2 separate regions of the Mus musculus genome follow, and region 2 is linked to region 1. The links are chromatin contacts, called in public Hi-C maps. All regions are on one chromosome and are shown on one strand. Each heading gives the region's core, a stretch centred on a gene start, on an enhancer-like site or on the middle of the called end of the contact. The rest is flanking DNA. Distances are from core to core; before and after follow the strand shown. Region 1 overlaps Col27a1 (collagen, type XXVII, alpha 1). Region 2 holds the start of Orm1 (orosomucoid 1).

Region 1 (5,816 bases), core at 1,074-3,573:
ATTACCCCTGATGTGAAGATACAGGAGCCAGCATTCAGAGGGTGCTCGGTTGGCTAAGGGCAGATCAATCTTTGGCCTAACCTGTCTGAGCTCAGGATACGCCCCTTGATCCTGGACCTATACTGTTACAACAGCCTCAGGCCCAAGCTACATTAGCTACAGGAGTCTCTCCAACCTCTAGGTACTTTCTCTCCTTGGCCCCAGTTGTCCCCAGCACCCATCCAAAACAGCCTGTCTATCTACCCTCAGAAACTAGATCCATCCTCAAGGCTTGACTCAGAGGCCGTCTCCTCCAGAAGACCTCCTAGGACTACCCTACTGGCAGTAACCTCTCCCATTAGACTTTAGCAGAACCTCCAGGCTGGAACTCTATGGAGGGTAGACATGGTCCTTCAGGGACAAAGGCACCCTCCTACAGAGGGTCAGAGCCTTCCTTCTGACTGCAGGCTCCAAGGTAGTATTCCAGTCATGGCTAGAATCTGTGCCCAGACATTCAAGAGACTTGGTCAAGGTCACACTACAGAGGGGCAAGCATGCAAGAGTGGACTCTGCAGAGGCTGGGTACAGGCTGGTTTTCCACACCCTCTTCTACCCAAGCCATCTTCCAGGCCCCTCTGACAGGGACCTTCTCTCACCTCCACTTCCTCCAGCAAGAACCCATCCACGGGTTTCCAGCCCAGTACCACAAACTCATAGAGGTGGGTCATGTCCCAGGGCCTTTGCCTGGAGACAACAGTCAGGAGTAGGTGGAGTGGGAAGGGGCATCTGGAGGGTCCACTGCTCCCTCAGATTCTCATAGCCTTGTGCAGATCCCTCCTGCTCACCAGTTGACTGCGTCTAGAGCAGTTTCCTCCCTGCTTCTCTGAGCCACCCACAGCTGCAGCCTGTCTCATTCAGGCCCTGCCACCTCCTCCCTTATTCATTCCTGAACTGGATCCCTTCCCTCTCTAAGCACCGAAGAAAGCAAGAGTCTCCGGAGAGTCCTCAGCCAGGGGAATTTATAGTACTATGTCTGCCCTTCCTGTCTTCCTTCCAACAGTCTAGGGGTATAACAGGTTAGGACCTAGTCCACGTTCTGAGCCTCACTCAGTCTGCACCCTGCCCCCCCTCCCCAGCCCTGGTCTCCCTATCCTGTGAACACCCCAAACCTGTGGTTCTCTAAGGAGTCTGGAAAAGCTCATGTGTTCAGTCTGCCAAGGATCTGAAGGTGTAGGCAGAGCTCAGGCTTAATGGGGAATACTGAGGAAGGTTCCTTGAGCCCCACTCCCCACACACAAAACCCCACCAGAAACAAGCATGGCTTGAAAGGTTAAGAGCAGCCACCTCTCCTCCTTGATCTTGGCTGTGCCACACACACCATCACAGCTGTCCCTTCTGCATCCTGCCAGCCACTGCCTCATAGGCGCATAGTTGACAGCGAGCCAAGCAGATTAATTCCATAGATGGAGTTTCTTGGAGCGGTGACTGGGGGCTTGGGGATTCCCCATCCTTCTTCAGGCCCAGGGAGTCTACAGGGATGCAGGGCTCTGTGTAAACTAAGGTAGGACCCTGACCCTCCCAGGGCCCAGCACTGCTGTGTGCATAGAGGCACCAGGACTGTTTAACCCAACCTTCTGTTAGCTATGGGATCTACGGAATTTCCAATGTAGACACAGAGTGGGGCAGGTAGAGAGCCTGAAGCATATCCAGAGTCATCCAACCTGCAAGGATGCTCCAGAATGTAGGGCCTTGTTTCCATAGGTAAGGAAACTGAGGTCAGAAAAAGGGATGGACTAGACTCCCCTAAGGTCAACACAGCTCCCTGGTAGGAAGCTTTCCTAGACAGTCACCCAGTGACTCTGCTAGGCAGCATGTAAGATGGAAGGCCTATCTCCTCCTGAGGCGGTGGGGACCCAGGCCGCACTGATAGAAAAACCAGCACAATGGACACTCAGGAACGTGAGGGGGCTATTGAATCAAACTGCCCAGGCTCAGCCCTCGCTCACCTCTGGCATTTACTCTGACTTTATCTAATGGAGTTGTACCTTTGGGAGGTCTCAGTTTTCTCCTTTGTAAAATAAGGAGAACTCTAGCACCTATTTCCCAGGGTGCTTGGGAAGGCTGGAGGTATCCTGTTCATGCAGGTTAGCCAGCAGAGCTCTGGGAGTGGCTGTGCCAGGCAAATTGCTAAGGAGCTCCAGACAGGGAAGGTCAGCAGAAAAGGGGTGGAGTCTCATCTGAGCTGCAGATAGAGGACTTTGCACGGAAGAACTGCCTGGCAGAGGATGCTAAGAAAAAAGCTGGCAAAGTCTGGGAACTGGGATCAGCTCGCCTGGACCTGGAATGTTGGGCCAAAGTGCAAGACCCTGACACCTGTATAGTTCCTAACTAACCCTGGGCATGCACCCCAGCAGGTTCTGCAGCCAAGAGAAAAGGCAAATCAGATGGAAGGTTCCAGAATTCTGGGCTCAGGGAGACACAGCCAGGTCTGGAAAGAAACAGGGCCTGAGTTAATTACATAACTAAAACCAACTGCTGGGCTTAGAGCTAAAAATATGTAGCAGGCAGTTTCCTCCTCTGGTGCTTGCCTGGCCCTTGTCATGAGGAAAGCTCAACCAGTCTGAGCTAGGATATGAGTGCCATTGGTCCCAGCCAGGAAGAGATAGACTTCCCTCTCAGAGGACCCTAGGCTCCCAGCATTTGGGAAGATCTTGGGCTGCAGTCCTGATATTGCTAGTCACGCCTTATCCCTGAATAAGGATGCCCACTCTACCCTGTAGAGGCCACAGCTGGGTGGGGCTGCACGGGCAGCATAAAGTGACAGGCAGGTACCATGTATGGAAGTGGCTGACCCTCAGACTTGTGCTTCCAGCAGCTACTGCAATCCAGCTGACCCTGAGCCACACTCTAGCCTGGGAGTTCAGCCCTTCTCTGGGGCCACAGAACTGTTCCTTCAGACACACAAAGCCACTATGGCCAGGCGGAAGTGGGAGGAGGTACCCCAGTGTCCCATCCTCCCACACTGGGGTTTCCAGGTCAAGTATCTGCTTATGCAGATGGACTTCAAGAGTCCCTGCCCTAGGTCACCATGCGCAGTACAAGTCGGAGGGCACAAAGTCATTATTGTCACACACCATGTGACAATGTGACCATGTGACACCATGTCCACCCCAAAAAGACACAATGGAAAATGGGTACAGAAAAGGGCAGGAAAAGGTCTGTGGCTCACAGCAAGCTGGGGCACCATGGGCAGTGGAATGCAAACTAAAGGTCATCCAGAGCCCCCAAAGGACACCCAGCACACCGTAACTTACCCGAGGACCTCGTGCGCCCGGAGATCCAGGTAATCCTGGAAGCCCAGGGGGACCCTTGAAGAGGAAGCAAGAATAGTGTGAGACAATGCCAAGGTACAGCAGAAAAATACAATCATTAGTTAATCAACAATCCTGTCCAAAAATCCCATAGCTATGAAGAGGAATTCCTTGAGTTCTCTGCCTTGGGGGACCCATGCTTATTGGTGTTCTCAGGGTCTTTCACAGTTATTGAGGCCTTGTCTTTTATCACTCAGCTAACTTGTTAGGGTGTCATCTCTTCTAGGAAGCCTTCTTGACCTCTCTCTCTCTCTCTCTCTCTCTCTCTCTCTCTCTCTCTCTCTCTCTCTTCCTTTGGGGAAGTATCTGTTTGGAAGCCTGGCTCCCTTAGCAAATGGCAGTCCCCTCAAAGGCACTAACACAGAAAATGAGTCATCCTACCCCTAGGGCTCTGCCAAATGTCTGATAACACAAAACAGCAGGCAAACTCCAAGCTCAGCCAAGTTCTCTGCAGAGCCAGGGCAGAGAAGGGACTCAGCCAAGGTCACACCAAGCATCCTCGCACCACAGAGGGACATGGAGCACAAAGGGCACATGCAGGGACTTTGAAACAGCTGGGCTTGGGGTCAAATGGCCTTGCTGCCACTCATAGCTGGGTGTGGCCACTGACATCCTGGCCTGTGTAAGGGCAAAGGTCCTTGTAGGATTCCTTAAAGACAAGAGGTAGTATGTTCCTACTGCCTCGTCTGCTCCAGAGCCTGCACTGAAATGCCCATCTGTTCCCGTGGGGTCCAGCATCATCACAACTCCCTAAGAAGTTACAGCAAACCCCCATAACTCCCTCTGCCTCAGTCTTCCAGGCTAATCCCCAGGCTCATCCTTGTTCAACAACATTTAATGTCTCCTCACTTAGTACTGAGAAAGGCCCGGCTGGGAAGTGACTGAGATACACCTGCACGGTCTCATCTCGGCTCCCTTCCCATGAAAGCAGGCAGTGGGCTGCTAACTCTGTTTGCATCCTGATTTTTGCACAGCATGCTGGGACTTCCTCCTGCCCGGGGTCTCAGCTTCTCCCTTTAAAATGCATGTAGTAACTAATGACCCATCTCTTCCACCCCAAAGAAGAAAATGAGATTAGCAAACGTGCATGCAAGAGACTGAGCCTAAACTCCTCAAAGGAAGCCAGGCTTTCTAGGAGTGCGAGGCCTGGGAATTCATTTGTTTCGAATAACCATCCACGAGATTCCAGCTTCCCTGCCCTGCCCGAGTTAGAATCAGTGTTAAAAACTGTGTTCATTCTGGCTGGCAGTGGATCGCGCTCTCACACTGGGCAGCTCGACTCTGCTTGGCTCGGCTTGGCACACTGGCCTGTGAACACTCTGGGACTCTCTTTCCCTGAGATTCATAACCCAGATCCAGACAGTGAGATAGCACCAGTTAGTCACTGGTCACTGGACAGCCCTATGAGAGGAAGAAGGGTCACAGAATGGCCTCAGGCAAGTACCAACCTGCTCTGAGCCTCTGTGTGTCCCCAGCCAAGCTGATAGTACCCTCCACCCAGTCCACATCGATTTGGGACTGGGTCCAGACCGTCCTCCTCTCTAGAGGCACAGGGTACAGCATAGGCTGGAGGTCACACAGGCACAGCACCCTGCCATTCAGAGGTGGCTTTATGCCAGCGGCTTTCGCTCCCTCGCCAAGCCTGGGTTTCCATGGCTGTCCAATGGGGATAATAATAGCTCGTCGCCACGGATAATCTATAAAACGTGCTAATCCTCGTGCCTGGCATGAAGCTGATGCTCAAATAGCATGAGTTGTTATTTCTGCTAGGCAACCCCCCTGGGATTTCCCCATTCAGCAGTATAAGCTACACACCCCTTGCTACTGTTTTGGGGAGAGTAGTGTCTTTTTTTCCAGTAGGCCCTCCTCCTTGGCTCAATTCTCCCAGGCAGGTGACCCACAACTGGAGGAAAATGCACAGCCAGACGAATCCTGAGCCTGAGCCCTTCCAATGGGTTAAAAAAAAACCAGAGACAGATCAGAGATTCAAAGCATCTTGTCTAAGGCCACACAGCTGGCTGAGAGCAGAGGGACAGGGCCACCCTGGACAACTTCTTCACAGTCAGTGCTGGACAGTTGTCTCTGACTAACCATGTGGCCTGTCCTAAATCCCTTCCCTTCTGTGGCCACCTGGAAAAAGAACACACCCGTCCTTGCAGGTGCTGGCATCTTCGAGTTGGGGTTATCAGGTAAGCGAGTAATGAGACCATTCCCATTTGCCAGAAAGCCAAGCCGTGCTGAGGTTACAACTGCAGAAGCCTGGATGTATCCTTCTGACATTTCCAGAATCTGACCTCATCTAACACGTCTACGCAGCACACCCCAGGCCAACTCAGCATCTATAGCTCATCTTGGTAAGGTCAGCCTATGGCCTGGCTCTTGACACAGCAATCCAGCTGAGACATAGCTACCACCTGCAGCCCACCAGCCAGGGACCTGGGTCACAGCTGCCCAGCCCAGCTGCAG
Region 2 (5,816 bases), core at 1,768-4,267, 110 kb before region 1:
TCATGCACACACTCACTCAAATGCACACACATATCCACGTACGCACGCACGCGTGTGCGCGCGCACGCGCACACACACACACACACTAGCAATGTATACACATATTTTAATGTGGGTGTGGGGTGTAAACACTGTTGTTGGCCACAGTGGCATGGTAGTGTCAACTAGCTCTGTCAACCAGCTCTGTCTTAGATCTACCATGGCTCCCTGCAGTGGCAGAACAGTGGTTCTCAGCCTTCCTAATAATGTGAAACTTTAACACAGTTTCTTGTGTTGGGGTGACCCCCAACAGGGTTTTCATTGCTACTTCATAACTGTGATTAAGCTACTGTTATAAATCTTAAGTATATGACCTGCAGGACATCTGACATACAGGTTGAGACCCATCCTAGAGAACCACTAGTCTAGGGTAAGTTGTTCCTCATCTCTGAGATCCGGTTTATTCACCCCATTGAGTGTGAGCAGCTCCCCCAAATGGCAGGCATTTTCCGATACTTCTGTCCACAGGTGAAGGGTGATTCTACTGGCCCCACTGCTTGTGGGGGGTAAGGAACTCAGGGTGTGAAATAGCTCAATGGCAGTGTCTGTATGTAGGCACCTCCCCCGGGGAATCCTGTGGCTGGTGATACCAGGAAAGGCTCAGGTGACCAGGGAATGAAGTTACAAAAGTATTGCGTATCTCAAACTACATGCAAGCTGATTGGTTGATTCCATGGCTTTGCCTGGGTGAAAGCCAAAGCTGATGTGGCCTCTCCCTCAGCACAAGGTTAGACTGAACATCAAGAGGTTTCGGCATGGGTCATCCCTGCCTATCAAAGCCATCAGACTTGCTGGAGTTGAGGTGTCATGGAAGTCGTAAATCATAACTCCTGCTTGGATAGGTAGTGAATATGAAGGGCAGAGAGAAACTTGGCACCCTGGCACCGGATATTCCCACAGTCCCCACTCCTGGTCTTTCCCTTATTCTCTAAAAGCTTTCCAGGACCTCCTACTTAACCTCACCCAACTCAGGCTCACTGCCCATCTAGGATTTCTGTGATCTCAGCTGTCACAGTAGGCAGGAGAGTTCTTAACAAGATACCTGCCTCGCTGAGCTGCCTTAACCAGAAGCTTGCCCTCTCTGAGCCTCTAGGGTCACTGACACTGGGAGCACTGCTGGGGTGGTATCGTACAGCCTCCTCATTTACCTTTTTCCAGTCGACAAATATGATTTCTGATTCATCCATGCCCACGTGTGTGACAGCCTTCTGGAATACTTCCCGCAGCTCCGGGGTGATATCTGGCCTTTTGGCTGCAATGGAGAAGGGAGTATGGTTTATTGGGTATCAGTCTAGCAGAAGGGAGGCCAGGTAGGGGTGGGGATGTTGGTGGGTGACCAAGAGTAAGGCCCAGTGCAATTGTGGACCTCAGCTCTGAGGTGCTTACCATAGAGGGACAGTCCCCGTTTCTTCTCATCCTTGAGGTCAAAGGCAAGCATGAAGGCCCCATGTTTCCTCAGCACTATAAGGTGGGCAAAGGTTTCTACTCCTCCTTCTGCAGGAGGAAGGTCTTTGTGAGTCACTAGAATGATGCTGTAGTCTTATCCCCAAGGGAAGGAAGCACATAGCTATGGGCAAGTGCCTGGGGCTGCCATGTTTTCAGACTCTGCTGAATGCAAGCCTCACTTCTCATTCTTCGTAGTTATGGGATGGCTGGGGCCTTGGAAAGGGCCCTTGGTGGTGTGGTGGTGGGGCATAGTTTACACTTCCTCTTAAACATTAAAACTTCTGCTCAGGGACAATTAAAACATAAGAGTGTCTGATCTGGCTCACTAGCATTGGATTGCCCTCCTACATGCTGTCGCTGGTGACATGGGTGTGTGGCTGAAGTCACTGGCTTCCCAACCCATGGGTTTCCCCTCTGAGCTCACAAAAGATCATAAGAATGGCCAAAGCAAGTCTGGCCTGGGAGCTGGACTTTGGGTTGAAATCTGCTTCCACTTACAAGCCTCAGAGAGTGACTTCACAGAAAAACTGCCCTGTTCTGCTGCCCCATCAGACCCTGGCAATACCCTCTCAGAAAGCAGTGTTTCACACCCTCACCATACTTGGAGAAGGTCCCATTTTCTCTCTGGAATCCTAGATGGGTGGAGTTATAGACACACTGGTCACCTCTAAAGAGAAAAGAAAGTGGACAACTGAGGAAGAGGTGATCTGACCAGGCCAGGGTAGGGAAGGGGCAAGAGGCAAGTAGACAAGACAGCTGTCCCCATTCCTGAAGGTGGGTGGGGATGCCAGGCAGAGCCAGTTTGTTCAGGTCTCTAGGCATCCAGGAGTGTAGTTAAGGACTGGGGTGGGTGGACTGGCTGTTTCAAGTACTCACATTGTTTGAGACTCCCGAAGCTCTATTGTGTCGTTTATCAAGTTGGTGGTAAGGTAAAAAAATTCACTCTGCATTGTTTGAATTGCCTGCCTGTACTCGAGTTTTCTGAAAGCTGCACCCATGAAAAACCATTTGTCAGAGAGCTGGGGAGAAGCAGGCAAACAGATGAGCAGGGCTTGTAATATGTACCTTGTTAGCAAGTCTTGATTAGTGGCAGGCAAGCAATGACTTCTGAACCATACATGGGTAAACTGAAGCTCCAGACCAGAATCCCATGGGCAACTCAAAAATCAGCCATCCTACTGCTCTGTCCCTTGCTGAGAGACCTCAGAGTGATGCTTCGGAGTTTGGAGGCAGGGAGATGCCACCAGGTCTCCAGGAGAGGCAAGGGCATTACCAGGAGCACAGAGATGAGCACAGACATCAGGGAAGGGAAAGCCCAGAGGAAAGAGTAGCCTCCTACAGTGAACAGGTCCAGGCCCGGGGCAGGCACTTACCCAGCTCAGGGTCTCATTGGTGATAGGTTCGCCTATGGTGAAGTTGGCATGTTCTGGGTTCTGAGCTTCCAACATCGGCAGAAGGCTCAATATGATAAGAACCGTGTGCAGCGCCATGCTGAGGGCACTCAGAGCCACCAGGCCTGGGAAAAGATCATTGGTGTTTGGATGGTGCAGCAACATTTATGACACGATGTGGGGAGGGCATGGGACTGAAGCCAGGGACAGTAGAGCTGTGGCACAATCTCACCAGCACTTGGGAAATGTCTTGCGCAAAATGTTCCCTCAAGCCAGCTTTATGCAGCTCCCTCAACCTACTGGTCCTGACACAGGCTCCTGCCGTACACCAGAGTGGCTGATTCATGGTCAAGGTATGTACATCGCTAGCCTGATGATACTTAGGTCCCAGACAGTGGTCCCACCCCTCTTTTATCCCATGGAGCTGCCTAGCAGGAGTGAAACCTACACATACATCAACCTCCCAAGTGTGCTATGAAGGAGCCCCAAGTCAGGGTTCATAGTGAACTTAGAAGACACTTAGGGGCTCAAGTTCAGGGCCAAGAACACAGATGGATTAGTTTCCAAAGGAGTGTGATGTTCCTGGGGACTTCTTCCCAGCCCTGAAGGCAGCCAAGTGCCCAGCAAAGGGGTGAATCTGAGATAAACATCTAGTTCAGCAAAGCTCCCAGTATCTACAGCAGGAAAGGATCTGCCTAGGACAGTGTGTGCCCAATCCAGGGTCTGTGCCCATCATCCAGAAAATATCTGGTTCTCATTCCTGCCTGATCTTTGTCTACATAATGAACACTCTCGAAAAGTATTGCAGGGACAGGCCTGGTGACTCCTGCTGAGGCACAGAGACGAGCTTGAGATTACAGTGAGCTGCTTCAAAACATCAATACAGCAAACATGTTAGAACACGCTCACAGTTTCATGATCTATTTCCTGTGTCCTCCACAAGTTCTCATGTTTCAGTGTAGTCAGGGTTATGTTTTAATGATACATAACTTGTCATTCACTTACTGTGTTCTAATTTCATTACAACCCCTCTTTAACCTGTGGCATTTCTATTGTGTGTTTCCTTTTCTGATATGTGTCAGAGCAACATATTGCCTTTAAAAATTAGTCTACCAACAGAAAGGAAAACAAAACAACACATGAGTCACCTCCAGTATCATGTGTGTAAATGTTTCTAATGGCATTATTCAAAGTAGCCACAAACTCCAAGCTCTTAAGTGCCTATTACCAGAAAAATGAGAAATGGGTTGTGACATTTCATGCAAAGATGGTGTTGCTTAGCAACAGAGAGAAATGAACAACTGATAGATTTGACCATACAAATGCAGCTCGACAACATTATTGCCAGCAGATCGCCCAGAGGTGGGGTTGTATGAGCCTGTTTACTGGGCGTTCTAGAGGCTCCAGACTAATTGTAATGATATTAATCAAGTCATTGACAGTGATCACCTAGGGCAAAAGGAAGGGGCCACAGATGGTCCTGAGAGCCCCCTGCCGTGGAGTGGGCTGTACAGGGCCTAGGAGAACTTGCTGAGCTGGAGACCCAAAACATATGTGTTTTGTTGTATCTATACAGTCTTAAGAAAGTTTAATCTCTTCTCAGAGCAGAAAAAGCATAACCATGAGGAGTCCAAAAGCACCAATGATATGTTCTGTCCCAAGTTAGCAGTGCGCCAGATATCATAATCTCTCTGTTTGTGCCTCTCTCTGTCTCTGTTCTCTCTCTTATACACACACACACACACACACACACACACACACACACACACACACACACACCTGTACTGGTACACACTGGCAGCTTTGTTAGACAACATTTACGTTCGTTCATCTATGGAAGGCTGGTTCTGATAGCAAAGTGTGTAGTCTAATCTCTCAGTACTGCCACAGGGGAGTGATTTGCCTGTGGTCAACATGTGACTTCCAAAGTGGCTTCAGGGCGTGAAGGAGGTTTGAGAGAGCCTAGAGGTAAGACAGGGCAAGTGGATTAGACTCTGATTCCTCCTGCTTTGCATAAACACAATGGACTGTTTCAGGAAGGGCTCTTGCTTCAGGTAATGACAAAAGTCCATGTTCTTACAAAGTAGGCTGTGGAAATTTTCCAGAGTTGAGACCAGGAATTTATGCAACATGCTGAGAACCGGCTTGACTGTGGCTGTCACACTCTCAGGCTGAGGACACACAAAGTAGATTCCTGACACTGACAACCGAAACCTGAGCACTAGCCTTGGAAATAGTTTCTAGTTGTACAAAACTTAAGGACAAGATATGATGCATGATATTAACACTCCAAATGCATACTTTAATTTTTTGTTTGTTTTCATTCATTCATTCATTCATTCACCTTACATCCTGACCCTGTGGATCATCTTCTCCCTCCTCTCCTCCCAACCCCCTTGCTTTCTCTTCAGAAAGAGGAGACCTCTGACAGATACCAACCTGGCCTGGCATATCCAATTGCAGTGGGAGTAGGTCATGTTCTTTTATTGAGGTTAGACTAGGCAGCCCAGTTGAGGGAAAGGGATCCAAAGGCAGGCAAGAGAGTCAGAATCAGCCCCTGCTCCTAGTGCTAGAGGCCCTGAATGGTCAGCTCCTGTAACCAGTCAAGATTCCCAATGGAGGGATGGGGACACCAACTCAACCATAAAACCTTCCACCCATGATTTTTTTTCTGCCTACAAAATGTCTGTGGATAAAGAGGGAGCCAAAATTAGGGGAATGGCCAACGGATGACTGGCCCAACTTGAGACCCATGCCAGGAGAGAAAGCCCACCCTGGCACTGTTAAGGATATTCACCTATACTTGCAGACAGGTATAGCATGTAGTTTTTAGCTACCCCACATATGATCCTGGGAAGGCTGCACTATCAGCCATCTGCTCAGGGTCTCTTTGGATCCTTGGATGAAAGACACACAGGAATTAGCTTGTCTTTAACATGC

Evidence for each region. Hi-C and Micro-C count contacts between places; a contact is called where the count stands out from the background.
Region 2: a contact with region 1 is called in a Hi-C map of liver, with 2.4 times the contacts expected there. The contact joins the promoter of Orm1 here to the enhancer-like site in region 1. A contact is called at or near these places in 1 of 39 promoter capture datasets (liver), 4 of 484 Hi-C or Micro-C datasets (liver and nephron progenitors) and 3 of 9 other capture datasets (adipose tissue, liver and pancreatic islet).

Annotation. Positions count from the first base shown.
Region 1 is chr4:63,229,323-63,235,138 of GRCm38.p6, reverse strand. Col27a1 (collagen, type XXVII, alpha 1) reads right to left here. Exons shown (of 61, transcript NM_025685.3): 4 at 3,294-3,347. Among named protein-coding and RNA genes, the nearest start is that of Col27a1, 17 kb to the right of the region's middle. Within about 2 kb of position 2,323, at least 37 of the 459 cell types and tissues checked have an H3K27ac peak or open chromatin away from gene starts, as enhancers often do. A contact at or near this core is called in liver, where this site is marked.
Region 2 is chr4:63,341,757-63,347,572 of GRCm38.p6, reverse strand. It overlaps Orm1 (orosomucoid 1), which reads right to left and starts at 3,017. Exons shown (of 6, transcript NM_008768.2): 1 at 2,859-3,017; 2 at 2,362-2,504; 3 at 2,082-2,152; 4 at 1,426-1,533; 5 at 1,188-1,291. The coding sequence starts at 2,975. Gm52743 (a long non-coding RNA gene) reads left to right here and starts at 2,966. Exons shown (of 3, transcript XR_003955430.1): 1 at 2,966-3,229.